Regions from separate parts of the Bos taurus genome. Here region 2 is linked to region 1. Evidence: chromatin contacts called from public Hi-C data. All regions are on one chromosome and are shown on one strand. The core of a region is the stretch at or near the end of the contact, and the rest is flanking DNA. Distances in the headings are between cores, read along the strand shown.

What was found. Hi-C and Micro-C count contacts between places; a contact is called where the count stands out from the background.
Region 2: a Hi-C map of liver shows a contact between it and region 1, with 2.2 times the contacts expected there. The contact joins the promoter of BMF here to the enhancer-like site in region 1. A contact is called at or near these places in 3 of 11 Hi-C or Micro-C datasets (liver, skeletal muscle and skin fibroblasts).

What each region holds. Positions count from the first base shown.
Region 1 is chr10:35,702,932-35,707,540 of ARS-UCD2.0, forward strand. No RefSeq gene overlaps it. Among named protein-coding and RNA genes, the nearest start is that of SRP14, 14 kb to the left of the region's middle. Within about 2 kb of position 2,095, at least 5 of the 102 cell types and tissues checked have an H3K27ac peak or open chromatin away from gene starts, as enhancers often do. A contact at or near this core is called in liver, where this site is marked.
Region 2 is chr10:35,752,038-35,756,646 of ARS-UCD2.0, forward strand. It overlaps BMF (Bcl2 modifying factor), which reads right to left and starts at 2,429. Exons shown (of 3, transcript NM_001077485.1): 1 at 2,138-2,429; 2 at 457-617. The coding sequence starts at 2,429.

The sequences.
Region 1 (4,609 bases), core at 845-3,344:
GAGTCTTAAAGAGGAGACAAAACAAACCCGGGGGGGAAAAAAACCACAAAACGAGGCAGTGTGAAGTTGGGGCCCACACACTCATAGTGCATACTGGACAGTCCAGTACGGCCAGTGAGGGGTGAGGGGGACAGGGGAGTCACTGTGGGCCAGGCCCAGGGGACCCCGCTGGGGAGAATTTGGCTCAGCAGGAATGATGAAAAAGGTCTTCTACTGGGGAAGGGGAGACAAGGCAGGAGGGAGCATGCGTATTCTCAGGACAGATTCTCTTTGCACAGAATGAGACTGGAAGTGTGCCTGGCCCCAGGCCTCTTCCTTCCTCTGAGCTCTCACTCCTTGAACTTGGTCTTCCTCTGAATCCATGGGATGTCAGTGGCCTAGGGAGGGAGGTAGCCACGTGGAGAGCTAGGCAGGGGCGAGGGGGTGCCAGGGAGTTCACCCCCTCAGCCGGGGAGCATCTGACAACAGGAAGCAGCTGCAGCAGCTCCAGGGCTGTGTGCTGGTGTCTGTCGCTCTCCCTCTCCCCCGGCAGCAGCCCCCGCAGAACAAACTGTTCTTCGAGAAGCTCTGGGGACAGAGGGCCCACACCTGCTCCCCAGGTCGGTTTGGACAAGTCAGCAGAGGCGTGCCATGGCCCAGCAGCCCCCTCACCCCCTCTCTTGCATGATGCAATGTAACACAAAACAAGAGCTTTGGGGAGGGAAACGAGCGCTGTCTCTTCACAAAGGCCTCACCCTTGAATTTCTAAGGATGTCTCTAAAAATAGGACCTAAGCTCCAGGTCCCAAACTCCAAACTGAGTGGAGATGCTGAGTGGCGTGGCTTTTCAGAAAGAGCACAAAATCAAAATGCAGGATTCTTCTATCTTAACCCTGCCAGGGAAAAGCTGTGTGACCCTGGACAAGTCACTTCCCCTAGGCAGACTTCAGTCTCCTTCTTTGTAACACGAAGAGTTGGGATGGGTGAGGTCTGGGTGACTTCCAGTTTAAAATGTGAGAGACCCATGCTCAGAGGACACTTTGGGGCTGCTGTGAAAACTAGAGCTTGAGTAACAGAGAGAAATTAGGATGAGACTCTGATTGAGGGCTAGATAAAATAGAATGGAACTCGGGATTTCTCTGGAGGTCCAGTGGTTGAGATCAATGCAAAGAAGGTGGGTTTGATCCCTGGTCTGGGAACTAAGATCCCACATGCTAGACGGCATGGCCAAGAAAATTAATTTTAAAAAGAAAAGGAATGGGATTTAATTTAGGACCTGAGATGGTAGAGTTTTGTTTCCCCCAGATCCCCACGATAAAGAGAAGTGGATCTGTTGGACTGAGAACACCTCAAGAGAAGCTCATTTCATAGAAGGCTCCCAACACTTGGTGAAGAGCTAGACTCCTTCTGGATAGTTTAAGGTCGTCCATCAGTCACAGCTGCCCACCCCCAATTTACAATGAGCTGGGAGGAGGAACACACCTGAGAGCAGAGCAAGGGGTGCAGTAACACAAAGAAGGAAAAAGCCCAGCCTTCCTAATGCTCTTCTTCATGGAAGCTGCTCCTTAAAATTCCTTCAACTGGGGATCGAGCCTTTCAGACCACAGTCAAGCTAAAAATAAATGGCTAACATTCTGCCTTTCTAGGACCCAAGGTATCCTTGGAGAGACTTTCAGCAGAGTGGGGGCTGGAAAAGGGAGAGAAGCGGGCAGTCCAGATATCACAGGAGACCTGCTTTTTCTGAAGCCAGACCAAAGTCTGGTAGCTCAGTCCTGTTCCCTGTGGGCAGTGATGAGGCAGAAGGCCTTGGGGTTCTGGGTCACTTTCTGAAACCCTCCCTGTTTGCTTCCCAGGCCTCAGCAACCCCTAAGAGAAGAGTCCAGTTTAGCTCTTATCCATCGACTACCTGTTCATTACCCAGGGTGGGGGCCAGGAGACTAAATGACACCGCTCTCCAGCCTCCCACCAGATCACCCACGTGGCTTCGACACTGTCTGAGCTGTTTTGGAGCCACAACCCTAGGCTCTTGGAGGCAGCTTCAGCCCAGGGTGGAGAGTGTAGGATAGGAGGAAGGCTAGAGGGTTGGGGGGAGGGGAGCATGCTGATGTCCACTGGCCTTTAGCCTGTGGGGCCATGCTCTGCCAAGACCAATGTTGGCAAAAAAGCCAAGGGGGAGAGGAACAGGGCCAGACCAAGCTGACATGTGGCGCTTCCCAGCTGTAGCCCAGAGCAGTGCAGACACGGGCTTGGCATGCTCCTCTGTGTGTCTATGTTTGTGTGTGTGTATGCACACACACCCTAGTGAACATGCACGAGAAGGTGTGTGTTTGTTGACCTGGGTGAGTGCTGCCCATCACTATAGCGTGTGTGTGCTAAGTCACTTTAGCCATGTCCAACTCTGTGTGATCCTATGGACTGTAGCACACCAGGCTCCTCTGTCCATGGGATTCTCCAGTCAAGAATACAGGGGTGGGTAGCCATTCCCTTCTCCAGGGGATCTTCCCCAGCCAGGGATCGAACCTGCGTCTCTTACATTTCCTGCATCAGTAGGCAGTTTCTTTTCCACTAGCGCCACCATGGAGAAGGTGACAAAACTCTGTATTTACCATCAGGCCTAGTGGTGCTGGGGATGCAGAGCCAGAATTCCCAGCCCCTGCCTACCCCAAGACACTGCTTCTCCCAGATCAGAGGAAGGTGGACAGGGCTGCATAGAGGCTGCATCTTCAAGGAGAGCTCAGCTAGGCCAGCACTGCACCTCACTCTGACTCAGCCCTCTCCTTCTATTTGACCAGGAGCATTTAAAGAGCAGCTTCTTGGGCTTCCCTTGTGACTCAGCTGGTAAAAAATCCACCTGCAATGCAAGAGACCTGGATATGATCCCTCCTGGGTTGGGAAGATCCCTTGCAGAAGGGAAAGGCTACCCACTCCAGTATTCTAGCTTGGAGAATTCCATAGACTGTATAGTCCATGGGATCGCAAAGAGCTGGACACGACTGAGCAACTTTCACTCACTCCTTGACCTGAAGTACTCCGCAGCACCAGATCCCTCTCCCTAGACCTGCCAGGAGGGTCAGACTTCTGCCTACAAGGAAGGCTTCAGGACAGCACCTCTAGTGCCAAAAAGTTGTGAAGGAGATGGGCTTTGAAGGATGGGAACGATTTGGAAAAAACTGAGGCTAGTGGACTAGTGAACATGGGGGCCAAGAGAGACATTTCAGAGAGGAGGATGGGTTAGGAATGCCTGTGACTTAGAGGGAGGGCTATAAGCAGGCCTCTTCAGTTGTACATTCTGACACCAACCAGGAATCCTGCAATTGAATTCAGGATCAATTCTGACACTAACTACTCAGGCTTAGCTTCAGATCCCATAAGTTAAATGGCAGAGGCCCCAAGAAGACTGCCCTTACTTCCTTTGACAGATGCAAATAGGGTCCCCAGGCCACCCACACTTCTGTCTGATTTGGCTATAATAGTTCCTACTACCTCCCTTCAGCTTCAACAATTTGCTAGAATCACTCATAGAACTTACTAAGTGTACTAAACTTAGAGTTTTATTATAAAGTACAATTAATTCTAGAAGAGCCAGACTGAAGCAACATACAGGGAAGGTCTGGGGGCAAAGTCTCTGTGTTCTGTCTTCACGGGTCAGGTGCCACCTCAACTGGTGAACATCCATGTGTTCACCAAGCAGGAAGGTCCTCCAAATTTCAGTCTCCAGGGTTTTTAGGTGGGGTTTCATGTCACAGGCATGGTTAATTAAACCACTGACCACATGACTGAACTCCATCTCCAGTTGCCCTCTTCTCTCCAGAGGTTGGGAGTGGGGTGGGGATGAAATTTCCCACCTTCTTTCTGGCAGGACCAGTCCCCCCGACTTCAGACTATCTAAGGACCCACCACCAATCACCTCATTAGCAAAAACTCAGTTGTGACCAAAAGGACAGGTTGTCAACTCCAAAAATAATTCCCATTACTGAGGAAATAGCATGCTTTTATTTAAAGTTCTGTTGCAGGTAATATCAAGACCAAATACATTTTTGTATTATATTGCAATTGTAACGGATGTTCCCTGTCAGGCAAAGAGGAGGAAGCTGAGGTTAGAAAGGTAGGATGGGGCAAATTGATAAAGTCAGAAATTGATGGCAATCACCCCCTCCCTCCCAAGGAGGTGACGGTAGAGGATAAGTAGTGGAGACAACATTTTGTATAACAGTTGTGAGCTCTCTGCAGACATCTGTTGTCACCATCAGCCTCTCCTCTGATCCTCCTCTGACCTTGAAGAATGGGGTGCCTTCCCTTGAAGAATCTTCTCTCTCTGAATAGAGTGTGAACATCTATCCTGCCAGACTGTGAGCTCTTGCAAAGCAAAGACGTATCTCTATACTCCAAGATTTAGCACAGCCTGCCAAGCAGTGGGCGTTCAGACAGGTGTGTAGAATGAACTTGGTTCCTTCTAGAAAATGTCACCTTTCTCATATTTAGGAATGATCAAGAGAGTAGGGGGATGAGTGATGACTTAACACTGGGGAGAATGAGAAGGGGAGTGGCACTTAAACAAGAGCAAGACTGTCTTTTCCCACAGGGTCCTGCACCTCCTGGGCCCCCTGCAGGAAGACTGCCCTTGATGGGTG
Region 2 (4,609 bases), core at 1,179-3,678, 49 kb after region 1:
TTACAACCGGTTCCACCACTTTTCCCAACTCAGACCCTCCAGGCCTTGGTTACCCATTTCCCACTGCACCGCAGCCAGGTACCTCCGACTGTCCAGTTTTCCTCAGCACCATGAAAATCTTCCCCTTAGGTCTGCAAGGGACCATCTCCCACTGATGAACTCAATAAGATATAGTGTGTCAGTCAAGGCTGCAAGAAGCTATGCCATTCTCCGCAAGAGATTGGAGCATTTCCCAGGGGCCTGAGCTGAAAGTAGGCAGATGAACAACTTGGATCTCAGAGGTGAGAGCAAGAGCACTCATCCAGCCAGGCCCATTCTCGATTTCCAGTTCAAGAGAATCACGGTAACATGGGGCCTTAAACGTGGGGCCTGGCAGAAAGAGTTGCTGAGGCAGGCCCCAGCCCCACAGCCCCAGCAGATGCACACCACCTCCCCCCACCAAGCCCCGGTGCCTACTTGCTGCATATGAAGCCGATGGAACTGGTCTGCAATGCACTGGAGTTTTCGGGCAATCTGTATCTCTGCTCGATGTTGCCACTGCCCTTCAGGGGGCTGCTCACCAAGGGGCAAGCCTGCAGGGAAACTGGCAGGAAGGGGGAGCCGGTAGCCAGCATGGCCTGCAAAGACAGAGGGCCCACATCTCAGCAAGCTCCACCACTGCCCCATCTTCCCCATGCCTGCCACCCCTGGTCAAGACCCAGGGTCAAGGGTAGACTCTAGTATAGGAAGGGAGAGGAACTGAGCCTGCCTTTCTCAGGGCACTCTGCCAAATGTGGACAGCCTGACTTGCCTGCTGCCCAAGAGTATGAAAACTGATGCCAGGCTTTCCTTCAGCCCTCCCTTCACTGGCAGTGCCACGGCAAAGGTAATAAGTGTGGCTGAACTTGCCAACCTTCTGTCCTTATTTACCCAGCTACGCTTGACCACAGTTCATTATTCATTATTCATATAGTAGTAGCAGGCTGAAGCTCTTCTCTAGAAAAACATTGGAGGCAGCTCTCCAGAGATCCTGAGTTGAGCAGAGCAAGGGACAGAGAAAGAAAATCAGAAAGTAACCTCACTTTTTTAGTGTAGCAGAGAAAGGCTAGTTTCAGGCCCTGAAGCTCTGGGCAGTGGCACAAAAACATAGGGAGAGAAGACGCCTCTGAGCCACAGATTAGCCAAGTTCCTCTCTGGAGCCAGCCCCAGGCCAGACACCTAGACCTGCTCTCCTTACTGACCAAGTGCTGGTCACCGAGCTGCCACTAGGGGCGCCCGCTTGCTCCCGTCTTTCCCTCCTCCCTGCCCGCCTGCCTTATCCATCTTCTCAGACTCCTGCCAGAACTACTTTGCCTGAATTGTCCTACAGTGCAGCTCCTTCTGGGAATAACTGCAGCGTCTCCTCAATCCGCTCCATCAGACCCAGCAAGATAGCCTCTGAACCACCCTTCCCTCCATAAGCTTTGTGCTAAATGAAGAACACTGGCTATCTAACCCTGCCCTTTTGCCAAGGAGGGCAAACTGCTAATAAAACCAACCACTGAAGCCCACAAATGAAAGGGTCTTATCTGACTGAGCCTTGGAAACAGCCCCTTTGCTGGCAATGAGCCTAGGCAGGCCCAACCTCTTTCTCCAGTTCCCCTTCCAAACACAGAAAGTCCCAAGTGACAACTGGGCTGGGGGACCTTCTGCCTCCAGGAAACTTCTCTCCCAGAACAAGCTGGGTTTTCCCCTTCAGTGTCAACAGCGAGTCACAGATCCCCCAGCCTTCTCCAGGGCAACACTAGCCACTTTACGGAAGGTACATCACTATTACGACACAAAAGGCTGGGCCACTCAACAGGCCATAATATGTAAAAGCCAAGACCCAGGTACCCTTCTTCCAACCCAAGGAGACACCATGGACCCAAGGATCCCTCCAGAAAGGGACAAATGAGCAGAAAAGAATGGCAAGGCCAAAATCTGTCCTGCTTGTGGCCTGAGGAGCACAGGCAAGCAGCAGTATATGAGCAGAAAGACAGCAGGTGAAGAGTTGAGGGATCAATAGCCCCTGCTGCTCAATTTGGGGAAGGAAATAGCAAAGAGCAGGTTTGGGGAGGGAAAGTCCCCTCTTTTCCCCCATCTCTAAGGGAGGAGTCCTGAGGCTAAGAGCACTCACCATAAAAGAGTCGCTGGGGCTCCTCAGTCACCCCACAAGGCAGCATGACACCCTGGCTCGGGGAAGCTGGGCTGAGAGTCTGGGTAGCCTTGTCTTCCTGGCTGGTGGGTCGAAGCCCAGGGCCACAGCAGTGCGTGAGAGGGAAGAGCTGCAGACGGCTGAGGGGGCAGTCCAGCTGGCTCTGGGCAAACAGGTCAGCAGAGAGCAAGCTCCTGGGCTGGGTCCCCGGCTCCCCATCCTCGGGCTGGAATACGTCATCCTCCAGCTCCTCCACACACTGGGGTGGCTCCATCTCCCCTGTGAGGGTGCAATGCAGGCATCCGGGAGGCTGCCCCCACCCAGGCTCTACCTAGAAGGACTTCCCTCCCTTTCCTTCTTTCCTGCTCCCCCTTCTTATGTGGAGAAGTGGGCTCAGGCACTGATGACAGTCAACCCTACAGATAAAGCATTGCCAAGGGTGACAACCCATCCCCAAATGTGGGCTGCCTTGCAGTTTCAGGATTCTCCATGTTTCTTCCCTGTGCCCACTTGGAGCCACCTTCCCCTCAGCCTCCTCTTCTGACCCAGGCTGGTCACAGTCACACAGTTGGACTGCTACTGACTCTCAGCCATAGCAGGAGTATGGTCAGCTGCTACGAGCACGGAGGGTACCTGGAGAAATGTCAACAAGACTAGACTCTGTGAGTGGCTGTGGGAGGGCAGAGGGCGCTGTGACTGGCTGTACCCACGGTGCTCACCACACACACACCCCTTTGCTGGCCTGAGGAGTAACCATCAAGTTCTCATCTCAGTCTGAGCAGAGCTCCAGGCTGGGCAGAAAAAACAAAAGCCAGCGATCCTAGCCCGGCCAGGTTCCCTCCAAACCTGCTAAGCCCCGCCCAAGACTCTAGTCTCCACCCGCTGCTTGCTCAACACAACAAACAGGCTCAACGATGTGGTAAGAGTGTGTCCTGGGAGAGAGAGGGGGAGAAAAACCCAAGTTAGTCATTGCAGCTGCCCTCTCAGCAGAGTAGAGCTATCTGCCTACCACAGCTTAGCCGAGAGGAGAGGTCCAGCAACCAGCAAAGTGCCCAGAGTCCCCCAGCTCAGTGTGGAGTCACTAATCTCCACAACTTCAAATCCTTCCCCACAGCCTACCATTCCTGCCAGCACCGAACCTGAGATGGGTACAACCTGCCTCATAGAAGGAAGTGAAATTCAGCCCTCTCTCTGTGACCTCACTTGCTGCCTGAACTCAGGTTGTTGATATGAGTTTCTTGGTGATAAAGAAGTTCCACTTGCTCCATTTGATGGCTCTTGGAAGTATGAGCTTGCAGTCACCCAGCTTCTTGTGCTCAAAGTCAGTCCCCTATACATACACCAGGAACCCCCCAGGGTCCCTGGGGCAGTCAAAAAAGCAACCACCTGAGTGGTTAAGGATACAGAGAGATGGTGTTTGTCACTGCCAGAGTCAATTAGAGGTCCCCTGGGAATTCTGTCTTCCAGTCTCTTGCCCTTGAAGAACAAGCCAAATGGTCTGTGGGTTGGTAAAGTACTTAGAGGAAACTCAGTTAATTCAAGAATCTTGGCTTTCTCAAATGCAAGCTTTCTTTAAGGCGCCTGCTTTAACTCTCCCTCCATCCCATCCTGTCCTTGAGCTATCTATGGTCCCTATCCTGCCTGCCCTCTTCCCTGCCCACTTGGATGGCAAAAAAAGGCACGTGGTGCTCTTGGGACAGTGTTTTCCTAAAAGGTGTGAGAGAACTAGTTTATCAGTGCCAGGAAACAAGGCATCCTGCAGAAAGGACCAAGCGCTGTCCTACCAGTCACCTGGCAGGAGCTCCCCTCCTGCCCTTCCACCTCCTCTATGCAAGCTGGCAATCCCAACCTAAGATGGGGCCCTCCAAAGCCAATAGCAAGCAGGAGTCATTGTCTTGGCTTTTCCTTTGAAGCTTATCACCTCTCCCACCCCCTCCCAGCAAAGCCCCAAAGTTCAGCCCTTGCCTGCACTGGAGGTGCAGCCAGAGGTGTGGGTCTGCCAGCCTAGGGGGACCCTTCCCACTCTCCACAGGAACTACAGATGGCTCTTCTGCAAGTGGGAGCCTTCAGAGGGGTGCTGGGCAAGATCAAGCGCAAACTGGGATACAGTAAAGAGACTTCTCCCCTTCCCCTGAACTGAAGAGGTGGTGTCCAAACAGGCAACAGGAGGGCACTTCCTAAATGCACTACCAGAGAAGCAGTCCTATCAAGGAGACCTAAAACCTGCTGGAGCCATCCCAGCCCTTAAGGACTCTAACAGGGATGCTGAACTCAGACTCCTCCTCCTCCTCCTAGGAAAAGGCAGTAGCCAGACATTCTGAACCTCTTCGAGGGCTAAAATCTGGGAACGCACACATACACACACACACACACACACACACACACACGCACGCACGCACTCACACAACACACAGCAGACCTGGGTGGCTCCAGGGGAGAATCTCGGCCTCCGAG